2 separate regions of the Rattus norvegicus genome follow, and region 2 is linked to region 1. The links are chromatin contacts, called in public Hi-C maps. All regions are on one chromosome and are shown on one strand. The core of a region is the stretch at or near the end of the contact, and the rest is flanking DNA. Distances in the headings are between cores, read along the strand shown.

The links. Hi-C and Micro-C count contacts between places; a contact is called where the count stands out from the background.
Region 2: a contact with region 1 is called in a Hi-C map of Schwann cells, with 5 times the contacts expected there. The contact joins the promoter of Abhd10 here to the enhancer-like site in region 1. A contact is called at or near these places in 9 of 12 Hi-C or Micro-C datasets (the A7r5 cell line, Schwann cells, frontal cortex and 6 more) and 1 of 1 datasets of contacts at active chromatin or transcription factors (oligodendrocytes).

What each region holds. Positions count from the first base shown.
Region 1 is chr11:68,304,713-68,309,227 of GRCr8, reverse strand. All of the region lies in intron 3 of Plcxd2 (phosphatidylinositol-specific phospholipase C, X domain containing 2), which reads right to left. Among named protein-coding and RNA genes, the nearest start is that of Phldb2, 15 kb to the left of the region's middle. Within about 2 kb of position 2,952, at least 11 of the 93 cell types and tissues checked have an H3K27ac peak or open chromatin away from gene starts, as enhancers often do. A contact at or near this core is called in the A7r5 cell line and Schwann cells, where this site is marked.
Region 2 is chr11:68,541,205-68,546,255 of GRCr8, reverse strand. Abhd10 (abhydrolase domain containing 10, depalmitoylase) reads right to left here and starts at 2,321. Exons shown (of 5, transcript NM_001123352.1): 1 at 2,202-2,321; 2 at 1-54. The coding sequence starts at 2,316.

The sequences.
Region 1 (4,515 bases), core at 1,703-4,202:
CATGGAAAGGTTGAAGCAGGAGGATTCCTGGGAACGCAGACTGGACTTGTGTGCCTTTTTCTTGCAAGTCTCTATCTACTCATCACTTTAACAATTTTCCACTTAGTTTTTAAACATTTCTATCCTTTTGTAGTTTTGTATTTGTTCTCTGAGAGTTTCACACAATATGCTTTTGACAGTATTCACTCTTTCTTCTTTTAAATGTTAAATTTTAGAAATCATTTTTTTTTTTACATCCTGGATACTAGCCTTCTGACCGATATATTTGGCAAACATTTCTTCTACCCTACAGCTTGCCTTGTTTTTCTCAATAAGATATTTTGTGGAGCCTGGATGCCTTAATTTTGATGGATTGCAATTTGTTATCTTTTTTCTTTAGAAAGATTTACGTATGTGGATGTGTCCTTGTGAGGGTATGCGCATGTGTGTGTGGAGGTGTTCACAGAGTCTAGAAGACGGAGTTGGATCCCTGGAAGCTGAAGTTACAGGCTGAAACCTGAACTTGTGTCTTTGGCTTATGCACCTCTTCAGTGAGTGCATAAGTATTCACTTATCTTAACTCCCAGCCATCCTTCCGATCCCTCATCATTTATTTTCTCTTAATTTCTGTGATTTGCTTAAGAAACACACTCACTTACAATTCACAAAGATTTCCTTCCCCATTTACTCCTGAAAGCTTCAGGCAATTCACCTTTATTTTACTTTTTAAAAAACTCCCAGCAGTTAATTTTGACAAAAGGCATAGAGTAAGGGTCAGGATTCACTTTCCACAGGGCTAGTTATCCTAGTACTGTTCGTGGCTCCTTAATAGATTGATATTTAATCAGCTATCCCTTGAGTAGAGTTGCTGGGGCTATTTTATAAACAGAAGACTTCCGGTGTGACAGAGGCTCAGAGCTTGTGATGTAAATAACACTTTCAAGCTAAAGTGGCCTAAGTGTGAGGAACCACAGAGGAAGAGAAGAGCAGGTAAAGCAGCTGGCTGTCTTGCATCACAGTAAACAGCTCCCTGAATACCCAGCAAAGGGAGTTAGAAACGGCCTTACAGTTGATTGCATGACTGGGAATCCTTTGGGTGGGATTCGCTCTAGCTAACATCCAAGCCCCCCCTCTTCTCTTACTCATGCTCTCTCTGTCTATCTCCCCATCCTCCCATTTCTATCCTCCGTTGAAGCTACCCTTGCTCTACCATGATGTAGCCTCATTTCTTGGTCTTCCAGAATGATGTTAAGACCTCAGCTCTTCTCTCAGTTAGCAGAGACTACACAGCTATAGGCTGAAACAGTATCATTGACCAATTCACTTTTTTTTTTTTTATTATTAGCTGGTTGTGACTGATAAAAGTTCTTCTATTTTTAGCTGGGACTCTCTCTCTCTCTTGAAGATCTGAATTTACTAGAATTCCTTGTCCCTCGGCTGCTCTTCCCTGTGAAACAGGATGGGTCAGAAAGATAGTACATGGAAAGTGTTCAGAGCCATGGTTGCTTATAGCCATGTCATGTATTTGGCCAAGAAAAGGGATCATAAACAAAAGAGTAAAAAGGTAGAGAGAGAAACATTTGGGGGAGTAGGGATAGGAAATTCCTTATATAGCCACATAACAAGGTGTTGGGAATAGGGTCTGAAAAGCACAGAACTCTCAGAGACAAAAGACCAAATTTCACTGCAGTCCACAGGAAGGACGCAGTGGTAGCGAGCCTGGTACACTCAGGGATTCAAAAGATCCCTGGTCAGAGCCTATGTTTGGAGAGCCAGCGCCATCTGCTGGTCAATCTGGGGAAATGATACTTGACACCTGGAGGCAACCCCAACCCTTTGCAGACTATAAATCCATACTTTCCAATTCACATGGTGAAGAAAAACTCGTCTCAGAGACCTCAAGAACTTGTGCAGGGACATCCCATTGTGCAGGGGACTGTGCTAGCTCAGGTGCGCTGTCATAACAACACATACACTGCTGACTTCAAAGAACTGGAGTTATTTCCCTCTGTTCTAGAGGCTGCAAACTCAAGGTTAAGATGCTACTGGGCAGGATTCTTTCTGAACCCTTATTCTTGGCTTGCAGGTGATTTCCTCCTCCCCACGCCCCTCCCCCAGCACCCCATGTATCATTTTCTCTGTGTGGGCACACATATTCCTGTAGTCTCTTGCTTTTTGTTTGCTTTGGGAGATCGTATTACATATTCAAAGATGACCTTGAATGTCCCCTGGCCTATCTGAGTGCTGGGATTACAGGTTTACGGTGCTGCCATACTTAGCTTCTATTGTCTTTGGGTTTAAATGTCGTTTCGACATCAGTGTGTGTAGATTAGAACCCACTGTAATGGCCTTTCAACTTAATTCCCCCTTCAACACACAATTTCTCCAAATTTACTCACCTTCAGATTAAGGTTTTATTTTATTTGAAGCAGGGGCTCAGTACATAGGTCTGGGTGGCCTTGAACTCACAAAGTTCTGTCTGCCTCTGCCTCTGGAGTGCTAGGTCTAAGGTATGCACCACCACACCTAGTTAGGTTATTATTTTAATAGAAGGATTTGAAGAGAGAGAACATAATTCAGTGACATTAATAGGGACAGCTTCAACTCCAGGCCTCCTGACTGCGTCCTGACTCACTGTGGTACTATGGATCAGGTGTCTTCCAGTCTGAGGAAAACTACAACAGAAATTCAGTCTGAATTGTCTATCTGTGTTTGTGGCTTCCTTCCGGGATGATGAAACAAAGTGAAAAACATTCTCATGTTCAAAGCTCATCCGAAAATTGGGCATTACCTTCCCAACAAGAAAACTACCTGGTCACCATCAGGAAGACACACTGGGTCTTCAGCTACATAGCACCTCTGTACAACCATTCAGGGTTCAGCCAGTCCAGACAGCTTTCAGGTTGCTGAGGGGGAGAGTCCGAGATGACTCAGTGATGAAATGAGAGTCATGTTATTTGCTGGTACTTTGGAACAAAGTCCTAACCAGAGCCATGGTCCTCTTCCACTGATGTGTAGGCACAGGAATGTAGGAGCACACCCCTAACACGCCCATGACCTGAAGGGCTAGGATGCCAAGAGAGTTACTCATCTAAGGGGCACATTCTCACTGCCAGCTGGAAGACCTTGCCTTTGTGCTCATGCTGTCTTCATTACCACTGAACAGAGAGTCTGAAATTCAGTGGCAGCAAGACTGAGGAAGCACGATAGGAGAAGAATAGTGATGTTGTGGGTTACCAACTGTAACCAGTGTGAACTGACCAGTTCCAGGCACTACTAACTCAATCATGGCTCTGGGAACACTGACAAACTAAACTCAGACATCCTCTCTGCTCACATCAGTGCCCAGGACTACACAGACAGAAGCCCTGCAGTCCTGACAGGCTCTCAGCTCTCACAGGAGCTCTGTGTAATCGTAGCTGTAATCTGCTGTGCTGGATCACTTGGCTTCCCTGAGTATTGTCTTACGTGAGGACACACAAGGGCCTTAGATGGTGCGTCCCTTCTCCACTTCAAGACACTGGCCTGGATTTAAGAGTCAAATAAAATCATTTGCAAAGAAGTCACATTTTATTCAGAATAAAAGACCTATCCTTCCTGTGAAATAGTCTCTCTTAGCTGCCCAGAGAGATTTGCAGTAGACTGGTTTTCCCTCAGGTCTATAGAAATGTTCATGTTAGATTTTGCTGAAGGACTGTGTTTTTTGGAGCAACAGCTACAGGATTCCTCGGTGTCTCTCCACCTGCCTCTTCCCTGGTACTCATTCTGTTTTGCTTGACCTACAGAAAACTTGACTTTATTGCATGAGTAAATAATGTTAAGCTACAAATTTATTAAAAGAAAGAGGAAAATGGAACAGGAACTTGAATATGTATAATTCTAGGTTCTTTTAAGAGGTATCACACTGGATTAAGGTTTTTGTTTGTTTTGATTTTTCGTCTGGTTGCCAGACATAGTCGCTCACACTTATAATCCCAACACTCCTGGAGACTGAGTCAGGAGGATTGCAGTCAGTCAGGGTTTCACTCTACCATACCCTTGTCCCCAGAGTGTTACCATCTAGCCTCGTCATAGCTTTTCCTGGCTTTGAGCTCACAATTCCCCTGCCTCAGCCTTCCAAATGCTGGGATTGCAGGTGTGCAGCACCATGGCCTGCCCATGGGTTGCTTTGTTTCCAGCTGAATACGGTTAATTCTGTTGAGACTTAGAAGGGCTACCTGGAAAGGAGCCCTCGGTTCTGTCCATGGTTGACATTATCAGGAGTTCTCAGTACGAAGGAAGAGTACAGTTGTTGATTGCCTTTTAAACTCCTGACCAGGCACATGGCTATTATCTGAAATGCTCTCAAACTCAGAACCAAATGACTGTGACTGGGCATGTGACTGTCTGGACATGTGACTGTCTGGACATGTGACTGGGCATGTGATGTGACTGAACACAACTTTCACTATCCAAATTCCAGTCAGCACCCAGTACTCAAGAACTAAATAGATTCTTGTAAATACCATTTTTAGAAAACATTATCATTTTTAGAAA
Region 2 (5,051 bases), core at 1,072-3,571, 240 kb before region 1:
GGCTTGGAAGTTCTGGTCGTTTAAGGAAAGAGAGTGTTGTCTTTTGTCTGCAAGCTAAACAAAGTACACAAAGCGTCAATGATACTTTGAAAATTATTTTTGGAAAAAAAAATCACACGTATTTTCACATTTTAACTTTCTTATCCCGCTGCATTTGACAGGAAAAGTCAAAATAAGCTTCAAGTAGGAGATTTTTAGTTTTAAGGTTGCATCAAAAATTTTTAACTTCTTAGAGGAAGGCCCAATCATACTTTCCCAAAATACAGAATGAAATAGCAATTTCAGTAAAACAAAAAAGAGACTCATCAAAAAATATCTTCATGTTGGCATAATGGGATTATCCTAAACATTAGCAATGAACATTTAAATTTAAATACATCACTTTCAGCTTTTCCCCTGAGATTTCTCCGTTTTAAAGATGTTTCAGGAATTCATATCTTCTACTTTGGTCAGATGAATAGGAGGAAAGAAGTGGAGGTGTGTTTTGTTTCTTTCTCTCCCCTGCCTTTACAAAATTATTTCAAAGGGAAACTGACTCCTGCAACCCCAGGTTTTGGGAATCGGAGGTGAAATAATCACGAGTCTTGAAAGTATTTATTGAGGAGGGAATGATATCCGAAGCACTGAGCTGTGTTTGACCCGATTACCACTTAGCAATCCTCCCCAGAAATGGCAAGCAAGTGGTAACAAACCGTAACTTCCTACATGTGGGGTTTCACACGGCCGTTCCTTTAAGAATAAGTTTGGATCAATTATCATTCTTGGAGACATATTTCTCAAACAGCTCTGTAATTGATGCTCTACTTTGGTTGGCTGCCTTTTTGTAAGTGGAACACATATACCTTAGAACTATCTAAATGTGTCGGGACAAATGGTGACTCTTACAGGGCTTTCTTTGCTGAGCCATCTTTGCTAGCCCTTATTAAAAAAGAAAATTAAGCAGTCTTACTTTAACTCATGTTGCTTGTAAAAGCTTCTGGGTCTCTCCCCTGTGTACTGCTAAATGTTTTTTCCCATTTTTAATTTTTGAGAAAAAAAATGAGTAGAGAGCCACAGGCAGGGGGGGACCACTACAATTTCCAGGTCAGCTTGTTCTGTACACTGAGTTGTAGGAAAGACAAGAGGCTAGGTGGTGAAACCCTGTCTCACAAACCATACCCTGCCCCCAAACACACACAAAGAATCAAAAGTTTTGAAGTTTTCCCTTATTTGTGTCAAATAGATTCAAACGTTTAGTGTATGGAAAAATGCACCAACTTTAAAACTGGATTTAAAACAGGGTTTCTGGGGATCAGTTTATGCTGGTCAATAGATTGTATCAACATTAATGTTCATATCCCATTTCTTTAATTAAACACTCAAACTACTTTTTTTATCCCGTTTCAGGCATAACCCCCCCAACAAATTTCATTTCAGGCGGTTACACTGAATTGATGTTTGTTAGCTGTAAAACAACAGATTCAACCTTCAATCTATATATAATATAGATTAGCTGAAAGCCTAATGTATACACTGTTAATGAATACTGCTAAAGAGATAAAAAAATATGTTCCTCTTGTTAACTAACTATACTTCCTAGCATTACATAATACTCTTTTTTTGTGTGTGTACAGTGTTAAGCTAATCTGATTACATACTTTAAAAAAATTAAACATGTTAATTTATATAATGGCATTACTATTCCAAGGATATTATTCAAGGATAACTATACACACACAAATCATGTATTCTATGTATGTAATATTATTGATCCAAATTTTAGTTTCCATTGTAGAGTAATTCCAATTTTTTCAACAAGAAAAATCAGATGTTAGGTCCAAAGATGGCATTTACTTGTATATACATACTTTGTTTCCTTAAGTCCGCGACTGGCAAGGCCAAACATTTGACACAATATGGTAAAGCCCTAGAAGCAGTTAATATTCAAATACATCAAATGCACATCTTAACTTTTCTTTTCTGGTCTTGAGGTTTGATTCAGAGAACGCAGGAGCTCCTTAAATCGCAATGTAAACACAAGGACCTCCAAGAACGCCCCAGAGCCTCAGCAGAAGAGTAGACTCTCCCAGCCTTCCCCAGAAGTGTTCAGTGCCGAGAAAGCCAGAGCAGTTTTGAATGGCGCGCCGAGCCCGCAAGGCGGGCACTGGACGATCGCCAGGCCTTCGAAAGAACCCCAGTACCCCACCTTCCCCTACACTAACCTGAGAGCCACCATGCCCATGGGGGCTTCCGAGCAAGTGACGCGATCAGGCCTCGGTGCCGGCCGAAGGACACAGCCGCCCAGCCCCACTTCCGACAAGGTACCCAGGCAGCCATCTTCCCAGCTACCCCTGCGCCCGCTACAGACGTGCACCGGTCGCGCGGTCCCGAGGTCACGCACGCGCAGTCCGCAGGAAGGCGGAGGTTGCTAACTTGCATCACGTGGGATTTGTTTCTCCCGAGGAGACGCATGCGCAAGGGTGCTGTCTGGCGTGTGGCTGTCTCGACTAGTTTGTTCTGTGTACCCCAAAGGGCATTTGGCTTGTGACATTAGGCGTCCTTGGCCGTTTTTCATCGCAGTAAGCTGCAGAAATCTCAGAGAGGAGCTATGGTCAAATGGAGCGTTTGTAAATGGGAAACCGTGTTACCATCCGGAGGACCCAAAGACCTGTGATAAAATTTGCTAGGCTTCTTTGATTACTCCTATGGGGGTAAAAATTCAAGAGGCCAGTCACATTATTGGAGTCGCATCAAACATTCTTTGCTCTCTCCCAAACATTTTCCCACTCACCAGATTGCTAAACATTCAAATGAGCAGCCACAAGTAAAAGTACTGAAAACACTCATTCACATATGGTTGCTCTATGGGTGAAAACCTAAAGTCTTTTGTCAGGCAATCTGGCCATGTTTGTTTATTATGCACATACTTTTCAGTACTCTTTGAACTACCATTCCTTTTATGACTATCCTAAATAAAAAGAACACTGAAGGGACCCCTAGACCAAGTTCCCACCACATAGAGATTTGTCCCACAGACACAAAGGGCAGGGAGTAAAAGACAAATTCTGGACATGGGGGATGAGAGAGAAAGAGGAGGAAACAAGAGAGGAGGAAGGGGTATTTGTTCCAGATGGGGGACATAGGACTGCCTCTGGATAGAGAGAAGACAGATGCGGTCCATAGGAAAAGGGCAGATTATAAAGGTAAAAGGATAAGACCCATGCTAGGATGAGGTGTTTAATTTTGATTGGACATATTAATTAGGACTAAGACAGCCACAGGGGGCTTTTTGCTGGACTTAAATACTTTGATTTTCAGACTTGGTAGTGGGCAGGAAGTGGCCAAATAAGGAAATAGACCTTGGGGGCTACAGTTTCCAGCAAAGCAGAGGAAATGAATGAGAAGGGCAAGGACTTCCAAAGTCATCTTTGCCTGCTCAAGCTGGCTAGACTCCCTTCAACATGAGTTCATAAGGCTGTGTATTATCTTAAAAGAACAGTTTTTGTAAAGACAAAAGCAAGGTGTGTGTGTGTGTGTGTGTGTGTGTGTGTGTGTGTGTGTGTGTGTGTAGTAATCAGTGGCAATAGAAAAATAATTCAAGAAATTGTGATACTAGGGTCTTTGGATTCTGACATCCTTCAAAATAATTTCAGGGGCCTCAAGTCTCATTAAGTATAGGCTTTTATCTTGTCTACTGTGCTGGAAATGATTATACTTTGTAAAATATGCTTTTATGTAAAACCACGTTATTTGTCTTGGTTAGTGTTGCCAACTTGAGCACCTAGGAAGGAGGGTTCTCAATTGGACAATTGTCCCATCCATCAGATTGGCCCGTAGGCACATCTGTGGGGGCATTTTCTCAATTGTTGATTGATGTAGGTGGTCCTAGCCCGCTGTGGGCAGTGCCATCCCCTGGCAGATGGGCCAGAGCTGTCTGTGTAAGATGTTGAATGTGAGTCTGGAAACAATTTAGTAAGCAATATTTCCTCAGTGATGAACAGTTGCCAGTAAGTCAAATAAACTCTTCCCTCCATTAGGTTGTCTTTGGTCATGCCATTTATTGCAAGGACAGAAGCAAAATTGGATATCTTTTAGAGATTTGGGAACAGTCGTTGGTGCCAAAGATAAAAGCAAAGCGTAGGTACCGTGAAACAGGCACGTCTTTGGAGTCTTAAGAACACGGAATGTTAGGTCAGGCTAGTGAAACTTGATGGAGAAAGACAAAATAGACCTTTTCCTTGGGAGCTTCCATATAGGAACCATGTGACTGAAGCTGACTTGCTTCTAGCCCTAGCAAGTCTTTTTCTTTTTTTTAATCAGTTTGATTTAGTGTCATTTCTCTACGCCCCATTCGTAAGGTAACTAATTAATGTCCGCTTTGCCTGAAAATAAGATAAAACACTAAGAAATAAATTATAGTCGTATGACCTCTGTTTGGTTACAAGAACTCCCAGGGCCTGGGGACAGCCTGGAAACCTCACTAAGAGAGATCATTACTGCACAAAATAGCCAGGTACCCACCTGGATCTGCTAAAATGAGATGAATACCTCTCCCTTCCCCCTCTCCTGTCACTGTCACTCAAGTCATTGCTATGAGCCATGGCCACTGGCAGAACTGGAGTTTTCACAGTCCACAGAGAGAGACAGTCTCTTTCAAGATACACTATAGCAAATGGGACATAATTTTGCCTGTTCTCCGCCAGGGTGGAGGTAGACTCCAGAGGACTGAATCACAAAGGTGATGACGTCCAATGAATGCTACCCCACTCTTTGTATTTTGACAGTCGACACCTGTACTTGTGGCTCTTTGGTAATTGCAAATATTGTTAGCCTCCATCCCTTTCTTGCTCTATTTTTTGAAGGTCTCCCGTACTTTATATGCAGCAGCATTTTAAAAGTCATGTGACTAAACAAGATGAAGAAAATATTGTATAGACACACAGAAAGGGGGTAACCCATGGATTCCTTCCTGATTCACACTTACCAGCAAAGCAAACCAGGAACCTAGGAGGCTTGGCAGCACTGTCAAAATACTTTCCGTGACAGTGATGGGCTTGAAGTAGAACAGTTTA